Regions from separate parts of the Ovis aries genome. Here region 2 is linked to region 1. Evidence: chromatin contacts called from public Hi-C data. All regions are on one chromosome and are shown on one strand. The core of a region is the stretch at or near the end of the contact, and the rest is flanking DNA. Distances in the headings are between cores, read along the strand shown. Region 1 has its middle 11 kb from the start of TRNAW-CCA. Region 2 holds the start of GRAP (GRB2 related adaptor protein).

Region 1 (6,486 bases), core at 2,651-5,150:
GTGATCTCTGATTTTGTCCAGGGATTATCAGCCAGTCACAATTTCAGATGACCTTTGGTTGGCTGTCTTCTTTAACTCTACCAATACACTTCTGAGAGAAGGCTTAAATTCTACATACTCCTGTGCACCTCAATTTTGGACCCCAAGTACAAGCACCCTACATAGTTTAAGGAATAAATATTATTCTTCTTCCTTCAGAAAAGGATCCACCAGGCTTGCTCTCCCGACCAGACCCACGTGGCTCCTGAAGCTAAGGACAGCTCAACAGCAACCCACACTTTCACTTCCTTATGTTTTCCTCTAGCTCACCCTTCCTCCCCCGCGGGCGCAGCGGGGTGCGAACAGCCTGTGGTCCCGGGAATCAGGGGTCGCCCCCACCACACCGTGGGCCACTGGCCCCGTGGCCACCTTCACTGAGCACTGCCGCCCGCCTCCCCTTCATCTCACAGGGGACACTGGGTTCGGACCCCCACTCCCGACGTATTTGCTGAATTTTATGCTTTGAGAAAAGTCACCTCTCCCAGGCTTTCTACAAGGGAATGCACTCACCAATCAGCACAGCTAGAGACTCTGGTGTCTCTGAAACCTTTTGTGGGCCTGCCTGCAACTTCTTCCACGTGACTTCCCAATTAGGTTTGCTGGGTTCTTCTCCAGGAGCACGTAGGCCTTTGCTCCCTCTAGTGTGCCTCTGTGGGACTGCATGTTCCCTGGCTCTCTGTTCCCCCGCAACCCTTAGGCATCTGAAGTATGCCAGCTGTCCATTAGCTCCCCAGAGCCTGGGAGATAGATACCAGTCCTCAGAATGCTGGCTGGATTCATGCTCTGCTCTTCTCTCTCCCTCCTGGGGGTGCTACTCAGTCAGGCATGTCCTCCTGATCGCACCAAGCTGCCCTGGCCTCCGTGTGCTGCACCATGGGCCCCGCTGGTGCTAGTGCTGCTGAAAACTGCCCTCATTCCTTCTAGCTTTCGGCAACCTCCAGACCCCCAAACTGCGTTAGTTCCGTTAGCCCTGGAGTCAGGAGAGACAGACACCAGTCCCTCGAGTAGCCCTCTAAAAGCCTGGAGTGTTGGTCCACGTCTTATGTTCTCTTCCCCAACACCCTGGGACAAGCCGCGCCAGCCAGTGGGTGGGCAGTCACAGAGGAAATGAAAGGCTCTTCTTACACTTCTCCGTGGAGCTGTTGTTGACTCTGCATTTGCCTGGGGGACTACAGCTTCTTGGAAATGGCACCCCCACTCCAGTCTCCTAGCCTGGAGAGTCCTGTGGATGAAGGAGCTTAGTGGGCTACAGTCCAAAGAGTCGTACAGAGTCAGACACATCAACTAAGCACAGCACTGCAACTTATTAGCTGGTTTCTGAGGTTCTCCTAAAGGTATTTTGGTGTTTCTAGGGTTAATTTGGTGTCTCTGTTGGGGATGAGGGCTGAGCCTTCCTATTCTGCCATCTTGCTGCCATCACCCTGAGTCTTCTGTTCATTACCAAGAGATCACATGAGGTGTCAAGACGTATAGAGCATGTCAGTCACTCAGTTGTGGCTGGCTTTTTGCGACTCCATGGACAGTAGTCCACCAAGCTCCTCTGTCTGTGTAATTCTCCAGGCAAGAATACTGGAGTGGGTAACCATTCCCTTCTCCAGGGGATCTTCCTGACCCAGGGATTGATCCCGCATCTCCTGCATTGCAGGCGGACATTTTACCATCACCACCAGGGAAGCCCAGGATGTATAGAGTCCAGTTGTCTAAAAGGTGCTTAACACAGACTTTGAATGAGTGACACAGACCAGACAAAGACCCCATCTCCTTTAACTAGTAAGGAAACTAAAGATCAGGAATGCCCAAAGTCCAAGGCCACCTGCAAGCAAGAGATGAGTCTGCAGTGGGTTGAATAGTGTCACCCAAAAAGGCACGCCCACCATAAACCTCAGTTGCGACCTTATTTGGAAATAATAGGGTCTTTGCAGACATAATCCAGTTAAGGGTCTCAAGATCGTCCTGGATTTAAAGTAGGTCACAGTTCCCTTGACTGAAGTCCTCCTAAGAGGAAGGAGGGGGAAACCGGAGACAGGGATACAGAATTGAAGATGTCTCATGAAGACAGAGGTAGCTACAGGCCAAGGACTGCCAGCAGCCCCAGCAGCCAGGAAAGAGGCATGAAACACATGCTCCCCCAGAGCTTCCTAGAGAACTAACCCTGCTGCCACCTTGGCTTCAGACCACTGGCCTCCAGGCCGGGAGAGAATAAATTTCTGGCGTTTTAAGCCCCCAGTTTGTAGTTCTTCATTCCAGCAGCCCTAGGGATCTAATATAGGATCTAACTTCCCACTCAGAGTTGTGACTTCTATTCCCGATCCCACCATAGATCTTGAGAAGGGAGTTGGGTCTGTTAAAACAAACAAACAAACAAACAAAAAAAACTACAGGTCCCAAAATGGAGTCACCTGCACACAAATACTTACTATCTAAACTAACTGCACTCGCAGTGTCTCCCATGAATGTGACCTTTAACCAGTCAGCTGGAATTAGGTATCTGCATGATGGAACCCCCCCCTCAAAAGAAGGTGACCCTGCTTAAAGCAATCCACTCTTAGAAACTGTCTTTTTTTCCTAGTCCCCTTTTGCCTGTAAAAGCCTTCATTCTGTACAGCTCCTTGAATCTTTTTCTCATGTGCTGGATGAAATGCTGCCTGATTCAAGAATCTCTGAATAGAGACTTTTCTGGTGGTTCCCTAAGACTGTGCTTCCACTGTAGGGGTCACGGGTTCAATTCCTGGTCAGGGAACTAAGATCCCACCTGCCTCGCAGTGTGGCCAACAAATAAATAATAAAAAAAGAATTGGATTAAATCATGAAAAAAACTGACAGAGCACAGGTATGTTCAGAGTACTTTATTGGTTCCTATGCTAACCTCACAGTAGCCCTGAGTGAGGCTCCCACTGTCGGTCCTCTTTATACCTAGAGGTGAGAGTGAGGGAGTTTAAGACACATCCTAGACCCACGCGAGGGCCAGTGACAGGTAGGGACTCCACCCAGGCAGCCCAGCTCGAAAGCCATTCGATTACACTCTCAGAATGTGGGCAGTAGCCGTCCTCCAGCTCAGTGACTTCAGATGGACTGTGGAGGGAAGGAGCAGCAGGTCAGTCCTGGGGCGTCAGGAAACCTTGCTGTGACTAGCATCTCTCCCAGCTCACTACTCAGACAGACCCCTTCGTGGACTTCCCGCTGGGAACACAGAGAAGGTTAGGGTCCTCAGGGACAACATTTGCAATTCTCATCCAGTCTTAATTACTCGGCGGGTACGGTGTTCACTCTCCTCTGGGAGCTGTGAGGGGCAGACTCCCAGAATCCACACTCGCAGCCAATTAGACCTGACCCGGACGCACAGCGCCTCATTTTCTGTGCCCTCAGATTCCCCTCCCAGCTTTCCTCTTAAGCCAGCTCATCTGCGTCGTCGGGCAACTGGCTTCGATATGGTCTACGATGAAGTGAACAATAAACTGGAGACATCGCCGTACAGGACACACGCGGACTCCTGGGGATCGAGCCGGGAGGGGGCAGGGAAGGTTGGCGGACTTCCGGGATGATCACTGGGTGCATGACGTCACCGCACCCCATCCAGGCGTTCGCGGAGCCGCCTCGGGATTGGCTGCCGGCAGGTGCGGCGGGCGCTAGAGGCCGAGCTCATCGCCTAAGTGCGCCCTCCTTGCGGTCGAGGGTCTTGCGCCTGGGGGTTGAGACCCGGCCTCGCCCACCTCCCACCGCCCGCCAGGCCTGGGCGTGGCCTGCGAGTCCTGCGGATCCACCTGCGCCTCGGAACCTTCTGCCGCCTCCCTCCCGGGGAGCGGGACGGGGGTGAGGCCCAGAGGAGCGTTGCCCTCGGCTGGGCTGGGCTGGGCGGCGTAGGCACAAAGAGGACACTGATGGCCCGCGGGACCGCGCTACAGCCTGGGGACAAATTGAGCCTGGAGCGCACTGAGCCTCTGGAAACACCCATAAAGAGACTGAGTTAAGAGTGTAGGAACTAGGTGGTCCAGTGGTTAAAAATCCACTTTCCAGTGCAGCGGGTGCGTGTTCCATCCCTAACCCTAACCCCTACCCCTAGCCCGGGGAACTAGATACCCCATACTGTGGGGCAGCTCACCCTGTGCGCTGCAACTCCTGGGCTGTGCCCCATAGTGGGGAGAAGCCGGAGTGCCACTACTGAGACCGGATGCCGCCAAAAATAAATATTTTAAAATATAGAGTTTAGAACTCTCAGCTCCCAAAGGTGTGGAGAGTGCAGTTCTTTTGCGAGGAACCCTGGGGTTGGGTTACTGGTGTTTTTTCTGGAGTAGGTTGAGGCCCTTGGTCCTGGGCTGGAATTTTTGGAAGCATTTTGGGAGCCTACAGTTATTCCTGTTTTATTCTTAGGAACATTTCCCTTCAGATAGAGAAGCTATAGATAGACTGAACAACAGATTAAACATTCAAAAATATCTCTGTAAAAATGGCAAAGTCCTTATACTGTGACAATATGAATGGAAGCCCAAAGCAGAAAAATATTTCTGGGAAAGTTAAAAAATAGCACAAGGCTCCTCCAGGGGAGTTATTTCACATGAGAAAGAATGGAAGAAAATGCAGAAAGACTTGCTAACCTGTATCCTTCAGTCCTGCAGTACTTGTAACTGCTCAGCAGTGAGATGGAAGAGCCTGTAGACAGTGACAGACAGAGGCATCAGTGTTTTTTGGATGGGCACCTTAACAGGTCAGAGGCAAAGGTCCGGGAGCAACACCCCACTGAGTACAGGGGAGGGCAAGCAGGTCGTGGCAGCGGTCTTCACTGGAGGGGGCTGCTCTCAGTTGTAGGGAGCATGATGTTAGAAGCCCCCTTGGTCAACAGGGGGACTTCCACACAGCTCTGGGTTAGCAACAGTCATGAAGGCTGATGTCTCCTGATGATGACCAAACATACTGGAGCCATTCTGGTCCTTTGGCTAGAACAAATTTTAGCTGGGGGTCAGGCTGATCACTGGAGAAGGCAATGGCAACCCACTCCAGTATTCTTGCCTGGAGAATCCCATGGACAGCAGAACCTGGCAAGCTACAGTCCAAGGGGTTGCAAAGAGTCAGACACGACTGAGAGACTAACACACACACAGCCTGATCATGCTGGCGATTCCTTATTAAACTTGCAGATTAAGACGGGGATGCAGGGACTTCCCTGGCAGTCCAGTTGTTAAGAATGCAGGGGACTCAGGTGCAATCTGTGGTCAGGGACCTAAGAGCCCACATGCCACGAAGCAGCTAAGCCCATGAGCCACAGCTAGAGTCCCTGTGTGAAATGAAGAGCCTGTATGCTGCAACTAAGACCTGAGCAGATAAATGAATAAATAGTAAAAAAAAAAAAAAAAAAAAAGGAAGCAATCTTTTGCATAGCATAAGGGTGAGGCAGGGCCAGTGGGGCATGGGATGTACCAAGAGCAAGAGAGCAGCCATTTATGGGGACCGACAGACCATACAATCATAGGAAAAGGCAGAGTTCCATGAAGAATTCAGGTTGTGAAGACTAAATGAGGTGACATATAAAATACCTACTGGGACCTCCCTGGTGCTCCAGGGGTTAAGATTTCACCTTTGAAACGCAGGGTATGAGGGTTGAATCTCTGGTCCCAAAACTAGGATCCACGTTGCCACAGGGCAGCTAAGTCCATGTTCCGCAAAGAGAGAAGCCGAGCAGCCACAATAAAGACCCAATGCAGCCAAAGAGTGAAATGTGTACCACGGTGCCAGGGACGTGGTAGGTCCTCAGAAAAGTGATAAAATTGCAAAGATCTGAGTTTCCAGATGACTCAGAGTAGGTTTATGAATCATTTTGTGATGATGATTCCCCGATTTACATATCCGTCAGATAATACAAGGTCACACTGGCTATCCTGGGGACCCAAACAGGGTGATTTGGTTGGACTCCACTAATCCCTAATCAGAGAAGAACAATACATTTTTGAGAGGGAGAGAAATAACACAAGAATGTAAGGTGGAATAGGGGCTGTGAGGTACCCATTTTCCAGCTTACATGACTCTGAGTAAGTACGGACAGCAGGCTTGCTTACTGCTTGTGCTTGGAGAGAGCCCAGCATTAGGTTAAATCACATCTCACTCCATAGCCCTGGGCAGTCCTGACAGCCCCATGGTTATGAACTCTGACATGTCCATGGAAGCCTAATAGACACTCTAAGAATCAGGAAACAGGGATGTCCTGGTGGTCCTGTAGGTTGACTCTGAGCTCCCAATACAGGGGGTGGGATGAACAGATTCGATCTCTGGTCAGGAAACTAGATACCCCCCTGCTGCAACTAAAAAAAATTTTTTTAGAAACATATTGTGCTCTTTGGAGCTCGTTTTCAAAGCATTACTTGGCTTACAATCCTCTTACTCCGGTTATATCACAGTTTAGATTGAGGCATGTTGCAACACATGGACTGTAGCCCGCCAGGCTCCTCTGTCCATGGG
Region 2 (6,486 bases), core at 2,389-4,888, 160 kb before region 1:
GTGGCTGTTGTGTGGAGACCAGGCTGTGGACTGGAGGGAGGGATGTGAGGAGCTGGGCCCAGGTGAGCGGTGATGGGGCCCTGGACTGGGGTGACTGAGATGTGGTCAGATTAGGGATGGTTTAGGGGGAGCTGCTGACAGGCTGGCTCTGAGATGCAGAGAAAGCAGCCAAGACCACCCCCAAATTCTGGGCCTGGGTGCTGGTGGGTGGGTGTGGCTGCCGGGTGCTATGGAACAGCTGCGGGGGCAGGTGGGGAGCAGAGGGCTGGCTGTGTCCAACCTGGGGCGCACCGGCCGTCCCCGTGGAGGTGCTGAGGCCGTGGGCGCCCTGAGTCTGGGTTCTGGGGGCCAGGCTGTCGATAAAGAGGTAAAGGTAAGCCAGCACCCACATCTTTCCTCTAGCCAGGAGAGCCAGGTACTGTGCACCCAAAGCAGCCTGCTCCTGGGATGGAGCTATGTTTTAGGGAAGTGACATTTGGGGCTTCTTGTCCAGAGGGTCGTCTAAGAGCAGAGCTCTTAGACTGGAAGAACAGCGTCCTGCCAGCTCCCAGGGCCTGGGATCTGCCTGTCCACTGGGTGCTCACAGCTGGTGCTCTGGAAACACGCTCGTGAATGGACACCCTGCATGCTCAGTCACCAAATGGGCGTTGGAGAGAGAGCAGGGCTGCCGGGCTGCAGGGCTGTAGGGCTGTTGCGTCGAACTTTTGCAGTTACAGAAATCGGACTCCAGACCACGTGAGGTGGGGGAGGCACTTTGAGTGCAAAATTTTAGGGAGCTCCGAGGATGTCACGAATCAACGTAAATAGTATTTTAAGAGAATATGTTAAAAAATCAAAATCAATGCTAAAAATTTTCATGCTGTCAGTAGTTAATGATAATGTATCCATATCAGTCTATTAAAGTAACAAATGAACCAAGTTGATACTTTAAAATGTTACCACAGGAGAGGGTGTGCATGGGTGAGAGTGGGCGTGTGGTGTCAGATGTGACTACCTCTGTACTATCCTCTCGATTTTTCTGTAAACCTCAAACTGTTCTAAAAATTAGACTGTTTAAAATTTAATGCAAAAAAAAAAAATCCATCAAAACCTTAAATCAAGGCAGAATTTGACCTGGCACCTGCACCACCGTGAGGAAGGGCCCTGTCTGACCCTGGAAGGCCCACTTGCTCATCCCTGTCCCTCAGGGAAAGGCAGGGGCATGAACAAGGAGGTGGGACTTGCTGATGGCCCGCCTCCCAGGACCAAGGACTAACTCCTCAGGACATTCTGGTGTTTTCTCCTAGGCACGAATCCGGTGCCTCTAAGAGGCTTAGCTTTCCCTTTCTCACCTGCAGAATGTCAGTTTCCCATCCCTTAAACTCAAATCTACTGAGTACGTGTGAGTTGGCTCTCTGTGTATATTCCTCTGTATTCTGCCTTTTTGCCACTTCATGTTGCCTCATGAGCATTTTTGAGTTGTTAAATGACCCCTCCCCAGATGGCGTTTTTAGGGACTGTGTGATATTTTATGCCATCGTGGAGCACGGAGCTAGGCTGAATCCACGCTGCAGACTCACTCACACCCCCACCCCCGCTGGGTGCATCTCCTCCTTCACTCTCCTCCCCCGCCTCTTCTCTGCGTGGTTGGGTCCCGCTCACCCTTCAGATCTCAGCTGAGGTGTCACTTCTTTTGAGAGACTGCCCAGACCGCCCCCCCCCCCAGTCTAAAGCTGTCCCCCTGCCCCTCCCACCCTCTGCATTCCATCTTCCCGGGTGATTGCTTCCATCCATCTGTCACCTCCTGGCATGACTCACCCTCTGGAATGTCAGGTTTGGGAGGACAGGGATTGGGCTTTGTCCACTGCCTGTGGCCTCAGCACTCAGGACAATGCTCCACAGGGCAGCAAGGGTTTGTTGCATGAAAGAAGGAAAAGGCAGCCCCTCCCATGGCCTGTCATGCCTTGAGAGGTCCCCTCCTGGGTCTTGGCTAACATCTTAATCCCGCCTTCCTTCCTCTGACACCCCGTGTTTTGCTGAGGGCCTGCCCCGTGCTGGCACTGGTTTATGTCCCTGCCCTCAGGAGCCCGGGTTAGAAGCAAACACAGCAGGAGATGCCAGCGCTCCAGCCAGGGTTAGTGGGAACTCGGCCAGTCTCTGGGTGGGTAGTGAGCCCAGGCATCCAGGAGGGAAGGGGGTGTCATAGTTTTCACAGTGATTCCCTTGGGGGACCCCACAGATCCTTCCCCGCCACACTGCCCATCACAGGTCTCAGGTGAAAAGCACTGACCGACCACCCCATTCCAAATTCCTCGTGATTCCACTTTCTCCCAAGCCCCGGAGTCTGGAACTAGAGACCCAAACTCTCTCAGACTGGCTAACAAGGCCTGTGAGCTGGACCTAGATCTCAGAGTCTCCTGCACTGGCCTGTTGGTCCTGGTGCCAACCTTCCCCGCCCTCAAGTAACCACACGTCTTCAGGTCAACACCCCCTGCAGGCCACCCAGGGGGCCAAGGGCCAGCATCCCAGCACAGATAAGGGGGAACTTCCTCAAAATGATGTGGTCTTAGAACTGTCAGCTTCTCGCCCCAGCCCAGGTTCAGGGTTCACATTCGACCCCACACTGAGCAAGTCATGGTGCCTGGGGGCCTTTCTTAGTCACCTGCAAAATGGGGCCGCAGCAGTTTAAGCGGACGTTGGAGCACACTGCCAAGCTCAGACCTGGCTCCATACATGGTCAGCCTACGGGAGGTGCTGTCCCTTCTGAGGCCTGAAGCTTGGGGCGGCGCGGAGCGGGGCCCCGGCTCAGACTGGAAGGATGGCCGGTCTCATGCCTACCAAGCCGGCGTGGAGCCTGGGGCCCACGGAGCTTCCTGAGCAGGACTTGATGGCAGCTCCAGCGCCCAAATTGTGCCAGACACTCCCAAATCAGGGCCCTGAGCTCTGCTTCCAGATGCAGGCATGTAAGCAGGGACACTTCCCTAGAGAGAGAGCCTGGAAACCCCTCTGCCCTGGAGGGTATGTGCTCCTCACAGAGGTTCCACGAGGGGGCTGCGTAGCGTTGAGGCTCATCTCACCTGGGGGTAGGCCCATGTAGACCCTTAGTCACAGTTGTTTTATCCCCGATAGGTTAGTGTGTGTACTTAATTCCCAAGACCTTCTCTCTGTCTCGGTCTCTTTGCCTCTCTCTCTCTAACTCATTTCAAATTCTTTCCTGGGAAACTGGGTGTTGAATCAGCCCCTGCCACTCACTACGCTGAATTCTCAGAATGGCTCCTAAAGGAGGGAGCACTAACTAACTCTCCATTTCTCAGATGGGAAAACTGAGGATCTGAGGCAGAAGGTGGCTTGTCCAGAGTCACGTAGCCAATGGCTGGAGAAGCTGGGCCTATCTTCCTCCAGAGACTAGACTCTATTAGAAGGGCCATCAGGGCCCTGATTTTAAGCACCCCCCATACCACATAGGCACAGCTCGGCCAGCCCCGGCCACCCTACCTTGAGCGTGTCCCCCTTGTTGAAGCCCAGCTCGTCACTCTCCGTGGCCTGGAAGCTGTACAGGGCCACAGACTCCATACCGCCGTCCCCAAGCCCCGGCAGCTGGGCTGCTAGCAGGGCCGGCAGCTTCCTGCTTCCTCCGCAGTTGAGGACCAGCTTCCTTTGTTTTGAGAGCGTGTTTGTGCTTTTGAAGCTGAGACCGAGACTTCCCCTGACGGAGAAACAGGAAGCAGAGATGTCCCAGACAGGAGGTGTGAGCCACAGGCCCCTCTCAGACTCCAGGGCGTCCCCCAGCAGCCCTGGGAGTGGGTCCTCCTCCTGCACCCACCTTACAGATGATAAAACCGAGTCTCCACAGCAGCAAGGATGCTGAACTTGTGGTCGCAGCCACTCCCACTCATTTACCAATCCATCCACCACAGTTTCTAAACTCTGATGCCCCCTGTGACCCACTATTGACCCGAAGCTCCTGGCCCAACCACCAGGGCCTTCCCTGTTACTCCTCCCCACCCCACCTCTCCAGACTCATTCTTTGTTACTCCCCTTCCCTCTGAACAAACCTGGACTGCAGCCACAGCAGGGGGAACACCTCACATGTCCAAGTCGCCCCCCAGCCTTTCCAAACACATGGCCTCTCTTCCCCTTTCTCTTCCCAGGAGACTCCTATTCATCCATCAATACCCAGCTCAGAAGGCGCCTCTTCTGGTTTAAACACTGGGCACCTTCAGTGGAATGGTGAGCCTAAGGTCCAAAAAGGATTGAAAATAAGTGTGGACCTTTGCTTAGGTTTGCTGTGGGTGGTGAGATAGGTGTGGCAATTCTGGGATGAGGCTGAGTCTCTTGGGAAAGAACGTAAACCACTTAAAGCAGTGAAGCTGTCAGAACCAAGGACGGAGGATGGAGTTTGCTGTGCAGGGAAGGAGGGTGACCACGGTCCCAAAAAGAAAGTAAGGAAGAGCCCTGGGGTGTTGGACGGGGACTGGCTGAATCAGCGTGAAGTCAGATTGGTTTTATATTTTTGTTGGAAAAAAAATAATTTTTCTTCCTTTATTTATATTGATAAGGTGACATCTTGCTTTCAGATAGTAAAGATTATGATCCATTACTATTATTTCTGCTGATGCTTACATTGTCTCAGATCTGGTCAGTGGGACCCCTTCCAGATGCCCCTTGTCCTTTTGACAAATCCCCGTGGTTTTCTGAGCACCTCCCATCTATCTGATGACACATCCCAGGCTCCTCCAGGACTTCTGCCTCAGACCCAGAACCAGCCCTTCCTGAGGGGCAGAGGGAGGATGATTTTAATGGAAAGTGATGTTAGAACCCAAGGTTGAGCCGGTATTGGGTATGCTTATTACGGTGGAGGTATCATTGCTCCCAGGGCCTCTCCACAGACAGAGACAGGAAAAAAATAATAAAATTGCATATATCCTATATATTTAAATAAATCACTATATATATTATATATGGGGCTCCCCTAGTAGCTCAGACAGCAAAGAATCTGCCTGTAATGCAGGAGACCTGGGTTTGATCCCTGGAGGGGGAAGGTCCTCTGGAGAAGGGAATGGCTACCCATTCCGGTATTATCAGCTGGGAAATCCCATGGACAGAAGAGCCTGGTGGGCTATAGTCCATGGGCTCACAAAGAGTTGAACACAACTGAGCGACTAACATGGATATTATATATAATCATTATATATATTAGAAATGTACTTCCTAGTAGACGAGTTAGTGTCTGCATATTTCTGCGTTTACCTCTATGTGTAATTACAAAGCTGTGGATAATAGATTAAAAATGATAGCCTTAACCACATGTGAATTGGCTAGTTCAGATGAGAGGGATGTGGGTGTCATGTCTTTCTCACACCTTTTCAAAGGGCTTGAAATTTTTCCATGTAAAAAGTTGGTAAGATAGATGTGACTCTACAGTAATCTCAAAATAAAAGGTTTAGTTTTAAAAAAAGAAAAAAACAACAGTTGAGGGAAAAGAAGAGGGATCTGGCAGAGCTGTTGCCTTCCGGGAGCCCCCAGAGGGCAGAGGGCAGTGACCCAGGCCCCACTTCAGGGCCTCTCCTCACCTTTCCTCCAGCCCCCTGCTCAGGGACAGGATGTTAGCAGGTGTTTCTCTGTGGCTCCGGCTCAGCTTCAGATGAGGTTTCAAAGCCTCAGAATGGAGCAATGTGGTGGAGAGGGGGAGTGGGGGCAGGGGGGGTGTCATCCACCCAGCCCCAGGTTTGAGGTGCCTGGAGGCAAGAGTGGGGAGGGCTCCCTTTATAAAGCTGAGTAGTGTCCTCTGGGGCCTGGGGGCTGGGGGGCTGGTTTATTTTGTTTTTCAAAATGCTTATTCTGTCCCAACTGTGAGTTGCTCTCCCAAGGTCTGCGGTTGGTAAGTGGCAGAGCTGAGCCCAGGCCAGAGCTGTGACCCATGGGCCATGACCCCTGAGCCATGTGGCCTCAGTCTAGAGCCAGGAGGTGGGGGTGGGGGTGGATGGGTGAGCAGCAAGTCTTGGTGGGAGGGCACATGCCCCAAACTCTCAGAGGCCCAGCAGGACCCTGGGAATGGGACTGGACTGGGAGGACCCCTTGGCGGTTCAGGCACCCCACTGAGGGTGCATGCTGGGGCCTAAAATGAGGGGGCGCAGAGCTGGCAGCTGGAATGGTCCCATCATGGCTGCAGCCGGGTCCCTGTGGGAGGCCCCTGAAGGAGCAAGCACTGGTGGCCACTGGCCATGCCTGGTCGTAGCAGAACCAGCCACTTAGGACTGTCTGGTCCTTAGGCCCCCAGTCCCCTGTTCCAGGCTGATTAACACCCAGACACATCCAGGGCCTGACCCCTGGGCCTGCGAGTGTTCCCATAGGTGACAAAAGGACTTGGCAGACATTATTAAGTTGAGTATCTCGAGATGGGGAGGTGGTCCAGGGTTATCCAGGTGGGCCTGAGATGTGATCGCGAGTGTCCCAGGGGAGGGAGATAGATGAAGCAATCACTGTGGCTGAGGATGGAGGATGGAG

Evidence for each region. Hi-C and Micro-C count contacts between places; a contact is called where the count stands out from the background.
Region 2: a Hi-C map of liver shows a contact between it and region 1, with 3 times the contacts expected there. The contact joins the promoter of GRAP here to the enhancer-like site in region 1. A contact is called at or near these places in 7 of 16 Hi-C or Micro-C datasets (hypothalamus, liver, mixed tissues and 3 more).

What each region holds. Positions count from the first base shown.
Region 1 is chr11:33,787,850-33,794,335 of ARS-UI_Ramb_v3.0, reverse strand. It overlaps the pseudogene LOC101109285. Among named protein-coding and RNA genes, the nearest start is that of TRNAW-CCA, 11 kb to the right of the region's middle. Within about 2 kb of position 3,900, at least 43 of the 54 cell types and tissues checked have an H3K27ac peak or open chromatin away from gene starts, as enhancers often do. A contact at or near this core is called in hypothalamus, liver, muscle and 1 more, where this site is marked.
Region 2 is chr11:33,942,762-33,949,247 of ARS-UI_Ramb_v3.0, reverse strand. It overlaps GRAP (GRB2 related adaptor protein), which reads right to left and starts at 3,638. Exons shown (of 4, transcript XM_060394842.1): 1 at 3,475-3,638. The coding sequence starts at 3,552.